Linked DNA regions of Mus musculus: region 2 is linked to region 1. The links are chromatin contacts, called in public promoter capture Hi-C maps. All regions are on one chromosome and are shown on one strand. The core of a region is the stretch at or near the end of the contact, and the rest is flanking DNA. Distances in the headings are between cores, read along the strand shown.

Region 1 (6,841 bases), core at 1,359-3,858:
GTGGGGGGGTGATTCTTTCCCTCAGGGATAGGGCTACATCCGCCTGCCCCATCTCTGTCTCTGCACGTGTGTTCCCCTGCTGGCACCTATCCTATCCTACTTGGTAACAGCATGGCAGCCTCCTTGGGTAGGCTGTGTGTGTGTGTGCGCGCGCGTGTGTAGGGGGGTAGCCTAACTTTGGAAGTAGAACGCATTGGAATATAGGCAGATGCACACTCTTCAGTCACCAGTCACTGTGGTACATGGTCACGACAGATACTGTCCTAATGAAGTCCTAGATCTCTCTCTGCCCTGGGTCTCCTCCTCCCTTGTTAAAAAATGTTCATAATTTGGAAAGAAAGGGAACTTTTTACAAGCTGGCGGATCTAGAGAACTTTCCATCAGTTTTTTCTGGCCTCGTGATGGGTGGGGCCCTTTTTTCCTTCCCTGTTCTCTCCTGCTCTTCTCATAATCTCCCCTCCCCCTCCCTTCAGAGCGCGAGCGTGCACGTGCGCGCACACACACACACACACACACCCCTACCCCTACTTACCTACCTACCTTAAGGAGACCTCTAACAACCACCGTTCCAGAAAAGCTATTGGGGGTTGAGGACCTGTCTGTATCCTCCTGGGCCAGATCCAGGCTCGCCACCCCTCCCCCAGAGGCTGTTCCACTGCAGGCCTAGAATCTCCCAAGCTTTACAGAGCCTGTGCCAAGTAAGACCCAGGCCCAAAGTCTGCTCACCCTCCCCTGAGAGCCTGCCGTACTCCTGCTGGGCGGGGGTCCCCTGGGTCCAACACTGCCAGGGAGGGAGCGAGTGCTGAGCTCACTGCCTCGGCATCTGCCCTCCCCCCCACCTCTGGTGTGAGGGCCAGCCGTACTCCCGCCAGCGCCTCGCTCCCTAATAGCTTTTTAAGTCCAACCACATGTGTCTGAGGAGCAGAGCGGTGCCGCCCCTCCTGCCTCAGCGCTCCCCCTGGCTCCGTGAGACCACCCTCCACTTACAGCGCCTGGGGCCGGGAAAGGGATCTGGCTCCCAGGCCCACCTGAACAAGACAGGCTGGTGCCCGGCCTGAGAGTAACTCCGGAGGGTCACGTGAGGGCAGTGTTCTGATCCCGGGTCCGGGGTCCCTTTCCCCCTGAGCTGCCTGAGATCTTGTTTATGTGTATGCCTCAGTGCTAGGGCCTTGTGCCAGCGCTGCTCTCCTTGAACCTAGCCCCACTGGGGTGACCCCACAGTCGCCTCTCTGACTCAGTACACGTGCGGTTCCCTGTGCGTGTGAGTGGTCTATCGGGAGGCCTGTGGGGTGCGGTTTCGCAGAAGGGGAGTAAGGGCTGGGAACAGACCAAGCGAGCAGGCCTGGGGTCCTAATGAGAAAATTGCTTCCAGCCAGCGAGCCCTGCTCTGCGGCTGAAATTGCATCCAGCCCCAGCCAGCTTGAGCTAAAGAAGACCCCGCCCTTTGGCAAGGGTTTGGAGCAGCCTGTGTACAGCTCATTCTGCCTACCCTTGCCCCATGCACCTAAACGGAGGCACCTTAGTCCCCAGTTGCTTGGGCAGGGCTAGATTCTGGACCCAACCATCCTCATCTCAGGAGGTAGAGGAGTTCTGAGAGCTCCTCCCCGCTGCCACACAGGTCTGCTGCAGTTATAGACCCACTGTGTGCAGAGGGCTCAGAGCAAGGCCACCTGCCAAGTGGCGTTTGGCTTACAGAGAAAGGCTCTCTAAGGAGCCTTGGTTCTCCATCAGCCCAGGTACAAATCTGCCTGTGTGGCATCCTGTCTTCCAGGCTGCCTCATTTGGAACTCAGCCTCCTTGGGAGCTCAAAGCAGGACCCTTCTGCACTTCCAGAGCTCAGTACCCTAGCCCTAGGCAGGACAACCCAGTGGGTGAAAGGCTGATTTAGCTTGCTTGCTTTTCTCTTCCTTCCCTCACGCAGTTCTGGTCTCTGAACAGAACTAGCTGCAGAATTTGTGGGACTCAAAGCAAAATGAAAACGCTGGGCCTCTTGTTCAAGTTAAAGATGTCAAGATAGTGATGTCAGAAACCAAGGCCACAAAAGCAGCTCGTGGCAGCTCAGTTTCCGAGGAGAGTTGGTACCGCACATAGACTGCTGGCTTGGAACACTGGCTCTTCCTGATTGGACCAGAAGGTCCCTTACCGGTGATGAGGGAGACTTGTGGACTCTGGGGCCTACAGGTGGGAATCTCTTCCTGCCTTCAGGCTTTGTCATCTGCTGATGCAGCCTCCCACCCCAATGTTTGGCTATCCTGCTTGATGGCTTTTAGAGGTGTGGCTGGAGAGGAGGAGGAGAACCAGCTACATACTCCATGCTGTCAGGGGAAGACTGCCCTGGTCGCTCTGGAGAAGCAGAGATGGAGAATCACAGCCCTGGGCCTGGGTAGCCCTAAGTGGAACCTGTTGGGCCAAAGGTGGTTCAGGTTGTCCTGTCCCTCTGGGTGGAGCCCTCCCTGTAGCCACAAGTTCCAAAAACTGTGGAGGAGAAGGGAGCTAGCAGGAGTGCTCAAGGAAGAAGGCAGGAGGAAGGAAGCAACCCCATTGTCATCCCTAAATTACTGGCTGGGATGGCAGGGGAGGAGGCGGAAAGCCGACATTGTTTACTTAATTAAAAGTAAACAACAATTTGCCGCTGCCAGCCTCCCATTAGCTGTGTGTGGAGCCCTAGAGCAAAACGGAGACTGACTTTAGGCTTTCGCTCCCACCAAGCTGACATCCCCAGCCTTGGCTTTTCCCTGATAAAGCCCTTCCCGCCTAGATCCCTTTCCACTCAGGCTCAGGAGGGAAGATGAACCAAAAACTTTCAGGAGTATCCCACAGGATGTGGGTCAGAATATATGTATTGAGACACCACTGTTTCAGGATGCGGTGGGGGCTCTAGTCTGCTCCTGTAGACTGCTCCCTGCTAGATATCAGTCAGGCCAGGTTGTGTCAGCTAGGGTGAAGCAGAGGCTTTTCCTCCCAGCCAGATGTTGTTCCCTGAGAAAAGGGCGGAGTCTCATGACCTAAGGGCCTAGTCCATACTACCTGGAGGCCAGGGCCTTCTCTACCCACCTCCCACATTTCCCTTTTAGCAGCTTATAAGCTTCCATCTTTTTGGCTCTGCTCCCAGAAGGGGCTGCTCAGGGCTCCCGGAGGGCTAAGGAGAAAGTCAGGCTTCTTGGGGGCTGTAAGAGAGGGGCTGCTGGACACATGCCCTCTCCTCCAGGTCAAGAGAGCTTCATGTAACACACACACACACACACACACACACACACACACACACACACACACACTGGGGAACTCCTTTAAATAGGGATGGTGAGTGTAAAAGGTTGTGGGGCACTTCTGCTGGCCTCTGGGGCCTTGGCAGACCATCTTTTCAAGGTCTGTCTCCACTTCTCCTGTAGAGCCTGTCACAGTGATGGAGAATGCAGGTTTCAGTCAGTCTGGATCTTGCTCAGGCATGACCTCAGAGTCAGGTCACCTGCTGAGAGAAAGTCACAAAGGCATAGGAGCGCATGTTACACGCCAAGGACCTTGTCCTTTATAGAACACTCTCAAGCCTTTGGGGACCAAGTGACCAGGTGGGGTTGTAGCTCAGAAAAGGAGCTGGCCAAGAGTGTGCAGTCAAAGGGGCAAATGTGAGAGAGGAGGCCCTATTAGTGCATGCCTGAAGCTGCAGGATTCAACTACTGCTCTAAGTGAGCCAGTCCTGGCCCCTGTGAACCTTTGTAATTGTACAGACATTTTGGTTGGGGCTAACAGGAGGCTTAGCACCAAATGAGCAGAGGCCTGGGATGCTGTCTGACCCACAGAACATGGACAGTCCCTGCACTGCATCCCAGACAGTGTCCTGGTCTCCGGGTCCACAGTATGAGGGTTAAGAAGAAATGTGTCTTTTCAAGATTTCAGTTCTTTCTTCATTCCCTTTGCCCCTCTGGGTTCAGGACACACACACACACACACACACACACACACACACACACACACACACACACACACACAGATCTCAGGATTCACACACATCAGGACATTCACAGGCACTGGCACACAGAACAATCTGGGAAGTTGGTCCTGCACTTAATTGAATTAAGGGGCTGGGTTTGGCAGGACATTGTGTATCTGAGCTGCACTTTCTTACACGAGGCAGGAGGCAGCCACTCAGGCCCCCTGAGCAAGCTGTCCCTTCCTCCTTTTCCCTCCAGCCCTCCACTTCCCTTGCCAAAGATCATACACAGGAATAGCCCTCTCAGTTGCTTGCTTTCTCCCCATGTTACTCCTTGATGCTCAGCTGGTGTAAGTTGAGGACCAGGGCCTCCTGAGAAGGTGCTTCCAGACTGAGGCTGGGGCACTGTCGGGGAGAACTAACGGGCCAGTCTCTCCGCCTGGTTCCCATCCTATATTTGCATAGGAGCTGCAAGTACTGCTGAGTAGAAAGTGGAACAGGCCAGGTGGCAGTGGCACAGGCCTTTAATCCCAGCACTCAGGAGGCAGAGGTAGGCGGATCTCTGTGAGTTGTACAGAGCAAGTTCCAAGACAGCCAGGGCTACACATAGAAATGCTGTCTGAAGGAGGGAGCGGGAGAGGGTGAAGCAGTCTTTCGGTCTTTGCCAAATTTAAACCTCTGACCACTACCTAAGAGATAGGAATGATTTGCTCTTGATATTCCAGGCCAGTAGCCCTACGAATAGGTGCAGAGCATGCCTGTGGAGGCTTGGAGGGCTGGGGCCCGAAGCCCTTCCTCACGGTAACCAGGTGGGGCAGAATGTGGTAAGCTGACAGTCCCTTAGAGTTCTGTCTCATCTGGCATGCATTCCCACTTCAGCCTCTGCTGAAGGGTCTCAGGTATCTGATCTCAGCCCAGAGTCAAGGCTCACTCTGAGAAGTCCTCACCAGAGCCTAATTTTGGTCCCTGGGAGGGCTCATCAGGAGTGAGACTAGAGGACAATCAGGCCAGCCTCCCCAGCGCCATTTCCAAGCACACCACAGCACAGCACAGTCTGGGTCCTGCCACTGCACTGCCCCGAATCCATTCAGAGGAAACCCCAAGCAAACTCCTAACAGCGGGCAGTGAAGGCACCCAGGGAGCCATGGAAGGGATCCCAGCCCTTCTGAAGCCCAGTGGGTGGGGGTTTCCTCCCTTGACTCCTGTGTGCTGGGGCTGGGGACTGACCAATGGATGAGGGAGGCAGCCAGGTCCAGCCAGACCCTTCGAAGTAATCTGTACTGCCCAGGGTCAGGGGGGCTGCAGGGCTGGCCTCACCTCGGCTAACCTCTGGGCGGAACAAAGGGGCCTTTCTCCCGCTTGCAGCCCGGGAGGGTGTGCCTGCCTGTTTCTGCCGCCCTCACAAGCACAAGCGGCGCTTTCCTGTGCCGAGGTTTTGTTTTTGTTTTTGTTTGTTTTTTCTCTTCTTGACTTCTCCATTTTTCTCCCTGTCTGACGCTCCTATTCTGGCTTTCAGTCCCCATCTTTTCACTCCTGCCATGTGGGTGGTAGAAAGATTTTTTTCTTTCCAAGAGTTACCAAGTGTAAAGACAAGTTAGCACCGAGGGTGTCCAGCGCACCTTGGGGGCACTCTTGGGGTCAACAACAGAAAACTCTCAAATGGGAAGCAGCTTACTGGGGCCCGGATGGACCCCTGCGGACCAAACACCTGGCAGCCTCACCTTCTGCTTCTCCTTGCCTCCCTTTTGGAGGCCTCCTTCCACCCCGTTCCCCACTGCAAGCTGTTCCTATTCAAGGTGTATGGCGAGCTCTGCCCTGACCACATCCGAGAATGTGCTTGTGCAGTCATGGGAGCCGCTGTCTGAGGCAGCTCCGTTCCTGATACAGATGCGAGGTCTGGTGGTCATGCTGGGTTCTTGCCCTTCCTGCTGGGCTCAGCACGTGTTCAGAGGGAACCCTGTCTGCGGAACTTCTAGGCCAGCACCCCACGGGCTCGCCCTACTGTGACCGGCAGAGGGCAGCTAGTGTTAACTCGCTGCGCCACCTAGCTACCTTGTTGGGGAGCGCAACGTGAAGCTCCTTGAGCCCCCGCAGGGTCCTCAAGGATCTTTGGCACCTGCTAGCCTGATGTATAGGTGGATTGGTGTTTGTATTCCGTAAATAGCCCGAGTTTCCCTTATATGTACGTGGTACTTTCTATGAAATCGTCCGTAGTGAAAGTCAAGTCTCCATTAACATCTCATCTTCTGTATAGGTCTAAGCTGTACTGTATTAGGAGGCCAGAGAGACTGACTAGGGGGTCTAAATAACAAGAAGGCTCAGCCTTCTTAGTCTAGGCCCAAAGTCCTTCCCAGCCCCCAGTGCCACATGAGACTTGTTGAGGCTCTTCGGGCTCTGATTAGAAAATTGGAGTTAGTCAGGCATGGTTAGTGTACGCCTTTTATCCCGACAATCTGGAGGCAGAGGCAGGCAGATCCCTGAGTTCAGGGCTAGCCTGGTCTACAGGATGAGTTTCAGGACAGCCAGGGCTACATTGTCTAAAAAAAAAAGATAATAATAACAGACAATCTTTTATTAAAACTTAAAAAAAAAAGCCAACAACACGAAACACATTTGGAGTCAAGATTCCAGGTCCTTCGTGTCTTGTGTAAATGGCTCTAGCAGGCTTTGGGCCTCCCGGGTGGAAGAGGAGCAGGCCATGAGCAGAGTACTTTCTTGCCCTGCTCTTTTCTAGGAGCCCTGGGCTCCTCTGTCCATCGAGTCCTTTGATAGGAGGCTCAGCTCAGGATTACAGGATTAAAGGTGGAAACAGGAAGGTGCTAGCTAGGAGATGCTCTGTCCCCTGGGGGGTAGGAGGGGGAGCCAGAGTAGAAGCCACAGTTGCAAGAAAGATCTAGAAAGGGCTCTTTAGAG
Region 2 (6,841 bases), core at 2,170-4,669, 560 kb before region 1:
TCAAAGCTGACAATCACAACTCAAATGCATATAAAAATAACATTTATTGGGCTTGAGAGATGGTTCAGTGGTAAAAAGCACTAGCTGCTCTTCTAGAGGACTGGGGTTTAAGTCCCAGCACTCATATGGCAACGCTCACTGTCTGTAACTCAAGGCTTAGGGATCTGGCATTCTCTTCTGGCTTCCACTGCACCAGACATACATGCAGGCAAAATACTCATACACATTTAAAAAAATGTTTAAAAAATATTTATTAACTTAGGCTATATAACATTTAGTGAAATAAAATTTAAAAAACCACAAAACCAAATAAAATGTCTGAGATGTCTTTCAGCTTGAAATTTGCATTCTAGGTTTAGTCAGGAAATTTTCTTAAACACATAGAAGCAAAATGGTCCCAATTTCACCCCACGTGAGAGGACAGATCTGAGTCTTCAGAGGCAATATGGTTGATCTAATGTCCATGTGAGGTGCCCAGTGCTAGCATCCTCTGTACTGAGACACTCCTCAGCACACCTGGAATTCAGGCTTAGAGAAGACTTCCACACCCTTCATCTCCCAGACAGACTGCACATGCCTGCAGTGAGATGGAAATCACTCTGCTGTGGCTGTCTGAGCTTTGGCAGCATTTTCCAAAATCTTCCTTTTCCATTCTTCATAATCCTGTGTCAGATCTTCATCTTTAGGTAGTTTATGAAGGGTTTCTATTACTTCTATTTCTGTGAGAGAAAGTCAGCAAATGCAATTTTAAACAAGTTTATAAATGGCATAAAAGTAAAAATTGGCAAGTATTTACTTCAATTAAGGTAAGAGATTAAGACCCTAGAGTGCAGTGTAACATGGCAGCTCTCACTTTTCTCTCCTATACTCTAAGCACTCTAAGACATCAACCTTGTACCTCAAGTAATCCCATCACAACATTATGCTAACATTAGTCACATTTTACAGATTAGGAGAATGAAGCTTGTAGAAATTTTATCACCTTTTCAAATGCACACAGCCAGTAGGTAGTGTTAAACAATTAGCCATTAGTATCAAGATTGTTCTTGTAGCTAGAGTTCCTATGTAGGTAACTAGAACTTAATTTGGAAATATATTTTTAGAGGAAGAAAAAAAAAAAAAAAGCAGCCCATCACAAAAGCTACCTTTCTGGTTATCCAAACAGGGACCTCACACTAGATATCCTTAAATAAAGTAAATGAGTAGTTTGACTCAATTGGATGTTTTCTATCTCCTTATAACCTAATTAACTCTATTAGGACTTCTGTTTAACCACTGGGTGGTGTTTTCGGAACCAATTTTAGATTTGAAGCTGTCCAATTTATGAGTCAGTCTGCTTGAATTGTTTAATTTGCCTAAAGATTTTAACACTGGCAAAGTAAAATATGAACCCAGGTACAGTTTAGTTACCAACATTCACACTTTTCTTTCTCTTCTCTCGCTCTTTTTTTTTTTAAACAAATTCTCACTGTGTGGTTCTGACTGATCTAGAACTTGCTTTGTATACCAGGCTGGCCTGGAACTCAGAGATCAGCCTGGCCCTGTCTCTGAGTGCTGGGATTAAAGACATGTCATGCTGTACCAGATATACCTCTAAAAATTAGTAATATCTGTATTCTTTGGCCACCAGATATATTTTTACTCACACTTCTGTTACTTCCTTTAATTATTGCTTAAAAGGCTGTTTTGTTGTTGTTGTGAGATGGTATCAATGTGTAGCCCACGTTGGCCTGGAATTCACTATACAGATCAATCTGGCCTTCAATTTACAGTAATCCTTTGTGTCTATTTTCTAAGCATGTAGAAGTAATTACAGGTGTGTAAATCATGCCTGGCTTGAAAAATAGGTCTTATCAAATAATTAGTTGTCAGGCTTTCCTCTAGTGCTGCTTCTTGTCATATAAACTGTTGGGATCAACACAGGACTGCTCAGTGTATAAATTATACTGCACCAATTTCAGTACCAAGAGAGCTAGTGTACCCTACCTTTTGCTGGTGGTTCAAGTCCTGGCTCCTTTTTCTTCAGTGTTGGACTAAACTCTGGCTTCTTTCTCTTCAGTGCTGGTCTAGCTAAATCTGCAGAGTCTCCTTTTAGAAAAAGAAAAGTTGGTTTCAAGGTTAATTTTTCTAATCAATTTTACATTTGGTCATCTAAGTCCTCAGCTGGATGATAGAAAGCCAGTACCCAGAGGAGCAAAAAGAGATGGAGCGGCAGATAGATAATCCTGCTCCTCTTGTTCTGGCTGTTTCTTTTATTAGACATGGAATCACTCCCATCCCAAGCAGTACTCAGATACTGGCACTTAACACTGCAGCTTCTTTCTTTCTTTTGAGACAGGGTCTCTCTGTGTAGCCCTGGCTGACCTGGAACTCACTCTGTAGACCAGGCTGGCCTTGAACAGAGATCTGCCTGCTTCTGCCTCCCAAGTGCTGGAATAGCAGGCATGTGCCACCAAGCTTGTCTGATACTGATGTTTCTTAAGGAATGTATTTTCTCAGCATAGATTTGTAGAATCATATTTTTTAAAGGTATAGTTGTAGTGGTTGGTTTTGTGTATCAACTTGACATGAACTGGAGTTATCACAGAGAAAAGAGGCTCTTTTGAGGAAATGCCTCCATGAGATCCAGCTGTAAGGCATTTTCTCAATTAGTGATTAAGCGGGGAGGGCCTAGTCTTGGGTTCTATAAGAAAGAAAGCTGAGCAAGACAGAGGAAGCAAGCCAGTAACATTCTTCCAAGGTCTCTGCATCAGCTCCTGCTTCCTGAACTGCTTGATTTCCAGTCCTGACTTCCTCCGGAATGTGGAAATATAAGCTGAATAAACCCTTTCCTCCCCAACTTGCTTCTTGGTTATAATGATTTGTGCAGGAATAGAAACCCTGACTAAGACAGGTACTAAACCACTTTATTCGCAGGGCAGACATGTCAATTATCTCACTAAAAAATTAATAAAATCAGCATTTTCAACCACAGAATACTCACTGTTAATCTGCTGCCCAATCTTTTCTAACTGCTTACACAGTCGATCAAGTATTGCCTTTTTCACACCGGATGCAGTTATCATTTTGGTTTTATCCACCTTTATCTTTAGAATTCTAAAAAACAATTTCATAAATTTGTTTTTTCAATATCACCAGTTTTCTGGGCAAGAAAAACAGATTACAAACCTATGGCCCTTTGCCCACGATTTACTAAAATTCTCCAGCTGTCTGGACTTTCCTGTTTTCCAAATGTCATTAGCTGGAAGCTTGCAGATTTGCTCTCTTAAGTCCTTTAGTTTCTTATTAAACTGAGAGCGGAAAATTCATCTGTTCAGCAGTAAATGAGGCAAACAAACAAAGACATCTGCTACAGCGCTTCATGCCTCTCAGATGTTACCAATTTGCTGAATGGACTCAGTATCTGTTAAGTGTTCAACTCGCTTTGAGAATGTTTCTATTTACACAGGAGTGTCACATCTCTTTGCCCTACTCCTGAAGCCTCAATCCTGTTCATATTCTTCTACAGCAAGCAATTAAAAAGCAAAAGACCTGGGGCTGGAAAGATGGCTCAGTGGTTAAGGGGGCTGGAGAGATGGCTCAGCGCTTCAGAGCTCTTGCTGCTCTTTAAGAGGGCCCGAGTAACGCCCATATAGTAGCTCACAACCACCTGTAACTCCAGTTCTAGGGGAGCCAATGTCCTCTTTTTGCCTCCACAGGCAGCATATATGGCAAGCAACACCCACCCCCCCCAAGACAATTAACCATTTCGTGTTCAGTTTAATATAGTTCCAAAAGTGGAGTTATTTGACTATTTTCAGTTTCTTTTGTAACATCAATTACATTCCTTCTTCGTACACATACCCTTGTTGAATTAAAAGAATATTATCTATGGATGACAATCACTCCTAGGTATGCTGCTAAAAGTGCCAAGTACACCAAAATTAATGACTGGAAACTGAGAAATATATTCTTTAACAGACTACATGATTTTTCTGTAGAAAGTTTTCTTTAAAAGTAAAATAACAAGCTGGGCGGTGGTGGTGCACACCTTTAATCCCAGCACTTGGGAGTCAGAGGCAGGAAGATTTCTGAGTTCGAGGCCAGCCTGGTCTACAAAGTGAGTTCCGGGATAGCCAGGGCTACACAGAGAAACCCTGTCTCGAAAAAACAAACAAACAAAAAAAACCCCAAAAAACAAAAACAAAAAAACAAACCCAAAAAAAAAAAGTAAAATAACAACTTCAAAGATATAAAAAATTAGTATTTCATGGAATAATTCAGTATGTATACTAATAACTAAGTATTTTGGTGATTTAAATGTAAGAATTTATTTTAGAAATGTTTTTCAGTTCTTTTTAAACAATATGCCTGGAAAATCAAACACGATCACTGTCCTGACAGATTTACAACTTACACTTAGTAAAAGTAGGGTCTGAAAGGAGAATACCTTGTTTACAGACATGGGTGCCACATGGCAAGTAAACATCTTGAACACTCGTTTGAAGTTGGCAGCTCTATTATCAGCCAAGCCAAGAGTCTCATTACCAGGCCACAACCGTAGTGTTCCAGGGCTACAGTGCAAACTGTGCTGAGCCGAGGAGAACGAATGACAAGTGTTCTCTGAGGATGAGAAGCTCATATTGGCAACATTTCCGGATGGTGAAAGAACACTTACACTAGCTGGGTGTTGAGTCACACACATTTGAAATCTCAGCATCTGGGAGTCTGAAGCAGGAGGATCATCATGAGTTTAAGGCTGGCTTATGATACATAGTGACTTCCAGGCCAGCATGGACTACACATAAAACTCTCTCAAAGCAAAAACAAACAAGCAAACCCAGCACAATAAAGTAATGCCCAAGAACTCTTACTTGCATGCTGAGAGTAGTGCGGCAGTGGTGAAAAGTGGCCTGGACAAGTCAAGATCTGCTCGCTGTGTTTCAGGAAGACCAGACTCGTAGCTAGGAGACAGCAATGTTTGTGAAATTATTTGTCAGGAAAATATCTTAAAGGGACTGAAAATGCAATAACAATTGAGAAAACAAAACAAAATTTGGCCCCTAACTTAAATTGTCCTGACCTATTGTTAGCATTTGTTCGCTGACTGTGCTTCTAACAACGTTTTTAGTATTTATTTAGGAGCTGGAGAGATGGTTCAGCAGTTAAGAACACTTCTGCTTTTAGAGAGCACCTGGGCTCACTTCCCAGCATCCACATGGTAACTCACACCCATTTCTAACTCCAGTCCATGGGACCTGATGCTCTCTATTGACCTGAGAGCAGCAGGCATGCATGGGGTGCACATACATACATGCAGGCGAACACTTATACACATAGAGTAAGTATTATAAAATTATACATACCTCTGCAGTATCTCTGCAGCCAAGTTCACTGCTTCTGTACAGCTGAACTGTACAGCTAGGTCTCTGATTCCAACATTTGAATTTAATCCTAGTAAACACTCAAAAGATTTAAGACAGCTCTGATACACCATCTTGTTCAAACCAGAGAGCCTAATTAAATATGCCTTTGAAAAGAAAAACACACATTTTAAATTCAGTATTATTCTTCTTAAATATTTATTAAGAGGTATATTAATTATGCTTTTGGTTTTGAGCCTAGCCTTTAATGGCTGAGCCACCTCTCCAGTCTGTGATATTAATTATATACTAATTTTATTTAACCCAAAACGTTTCAATCACTTTAAGAGCAGACTATTTCAAAGAATTCGTATTATAGAAAGGTACAATTATGCATACTTACAAATAATATTTTTTTAGTATAGAATAGAGTTTATTCAGGGTATGGGAAGGGGAGTTAAGAGGGTAGTAGAAACAGAGAGGGAGAGTAGAGAAGTAGAAGAGTAGAGGCCAGCCATAAGCATGTGGAGAGAGGGGAAGGGAATAGGGAGAGGGCAGGAGCAGGAAGGGACTAGCAAGAGAGAGAGAGGAGCAAGAGCACTTACAAATAATTTAAAAACGACTAAATAGTATAGCTTGTCTCAGCTGCACAAAACAAACCACTAGGAAAATTAAAGGAAGTACTGGGTGTAGGGTGAGGAAAGTGTATATCTGGAAGGGAAGAACAGGATAATCCACCACTGTAGGGAGCCAAGTCTATCTTGGGAAATCATGGAGAGCTTTATAAAAGATATACAACAAAGCAGAGTCACGTTAGGACAGAAAGGAACTTGGCAACAAAGCATTCCAGGGTGGAAAAGTGTTTCCTTTACAAAACTATGACTCACAAAGTGTGTATCATAGCTTGAGGCCAGGGTAAAAGAGACTGAAGAGTTAGATAGCAACAGAAAAGTTAACAGAGCTTTAATGAATAAATACATCCATTATGACACAAGTACTGTGTACATCTACTACATAAAGAAGATAGATACCTTCTTTAGTCAGAATAATAATCCAGTAAAAGACGGTTTTTATTCTTATTTGATGGATGAAGAAACTAGCAGTTCATGGATCTTGTAAATAATACTGACATTTGGTTTCAACATGTGACTCTTCCTGACTCTAATTTTAAACATTAAAGATTTGGACAAACTGTGAGAGTTACTCTCAACTGTTAACTTGATGAGATCTAGACTCACTTGGAAAAAGAGCCACTGGGCATGCCTAGGGGAGATTGTGCCCATTAGATTAACTGAGGTGGACAGACCATTTCTGATGGCAAAATCTCCTGCAATGGGATCCTATATGTACAAAAAAAAAGGAGAAACTGAATTGGGTACAAAGATTACTTGATTTCTGCTTCATGACTGTAGGTGCCATGTAGATTCTTCAAGTTGCTTTGATTTCTGTGTCAGGATAGATCGTACCCTTGAAGTTGATTAAAAACTCTCTCCTGTGAT

Evidence for each region. Capture Hi-C pulls out chosen DNA fragments and counts their contacts.
Region 2: a contact with region 1 is called in a promoter capture Hi-C map of pancreatic islet. The contact joins two enhancer-like sites. A contact is called at or near these places in 1 of 115 datasets of contacts at active chromatin or transcription factors (pancreatic cancer cells) and 1 of 9 other capture datasets (pancreatic islet).

Annotation. Positions count from the first base shown.
Region 1 is chr8:84,736,843-84,743,683 of GRCm38.p6, reverse strand. The region is part of intron 2 of Nfix (nuclear factor I/X); the gene reads left to right. Among named protein-coding and RNA genes, the nearest start is that of G430095P16Rik, 17 kb to the right of the region's middle. RefSeq lists an enhancer at 1-1,823. Within about 2 kb of position 2,608, at least 124 of the 459 cell types and tissues checked have an H3K27ac peak or open chromatin away from gene starts, as enhancers often do. A contact at or near this core is called in pancreatic islet, where this site is marked.
Region 2 is chr8:85,301,464-85,308,304 of GRCm38.p6, reverse strand. It overlaps Orc6 (origin recognition complex, subunit 6), which reads right to left. Exons shown (of 7, transcript NM_019716.2): 3 at 5,346-5,509; 4 at 4,854-4,943; 5 at 2,984-3,096; 6 at 1,987-2,088; 7 at 26-719. The coding sequence ends at 595. Among named protein-coding and RNA genes, the nearest start is that of Orc6, 5.3 kb to the right of the region's middle. Within about 2 kb of position 3,419, at least 6 of the 459 cell types and tissues checked have an H3K27ac peak or open chromatin away from gene starts, as enhancers often do. A contact at or near this core is called in pancreatic islet, where this site is marked.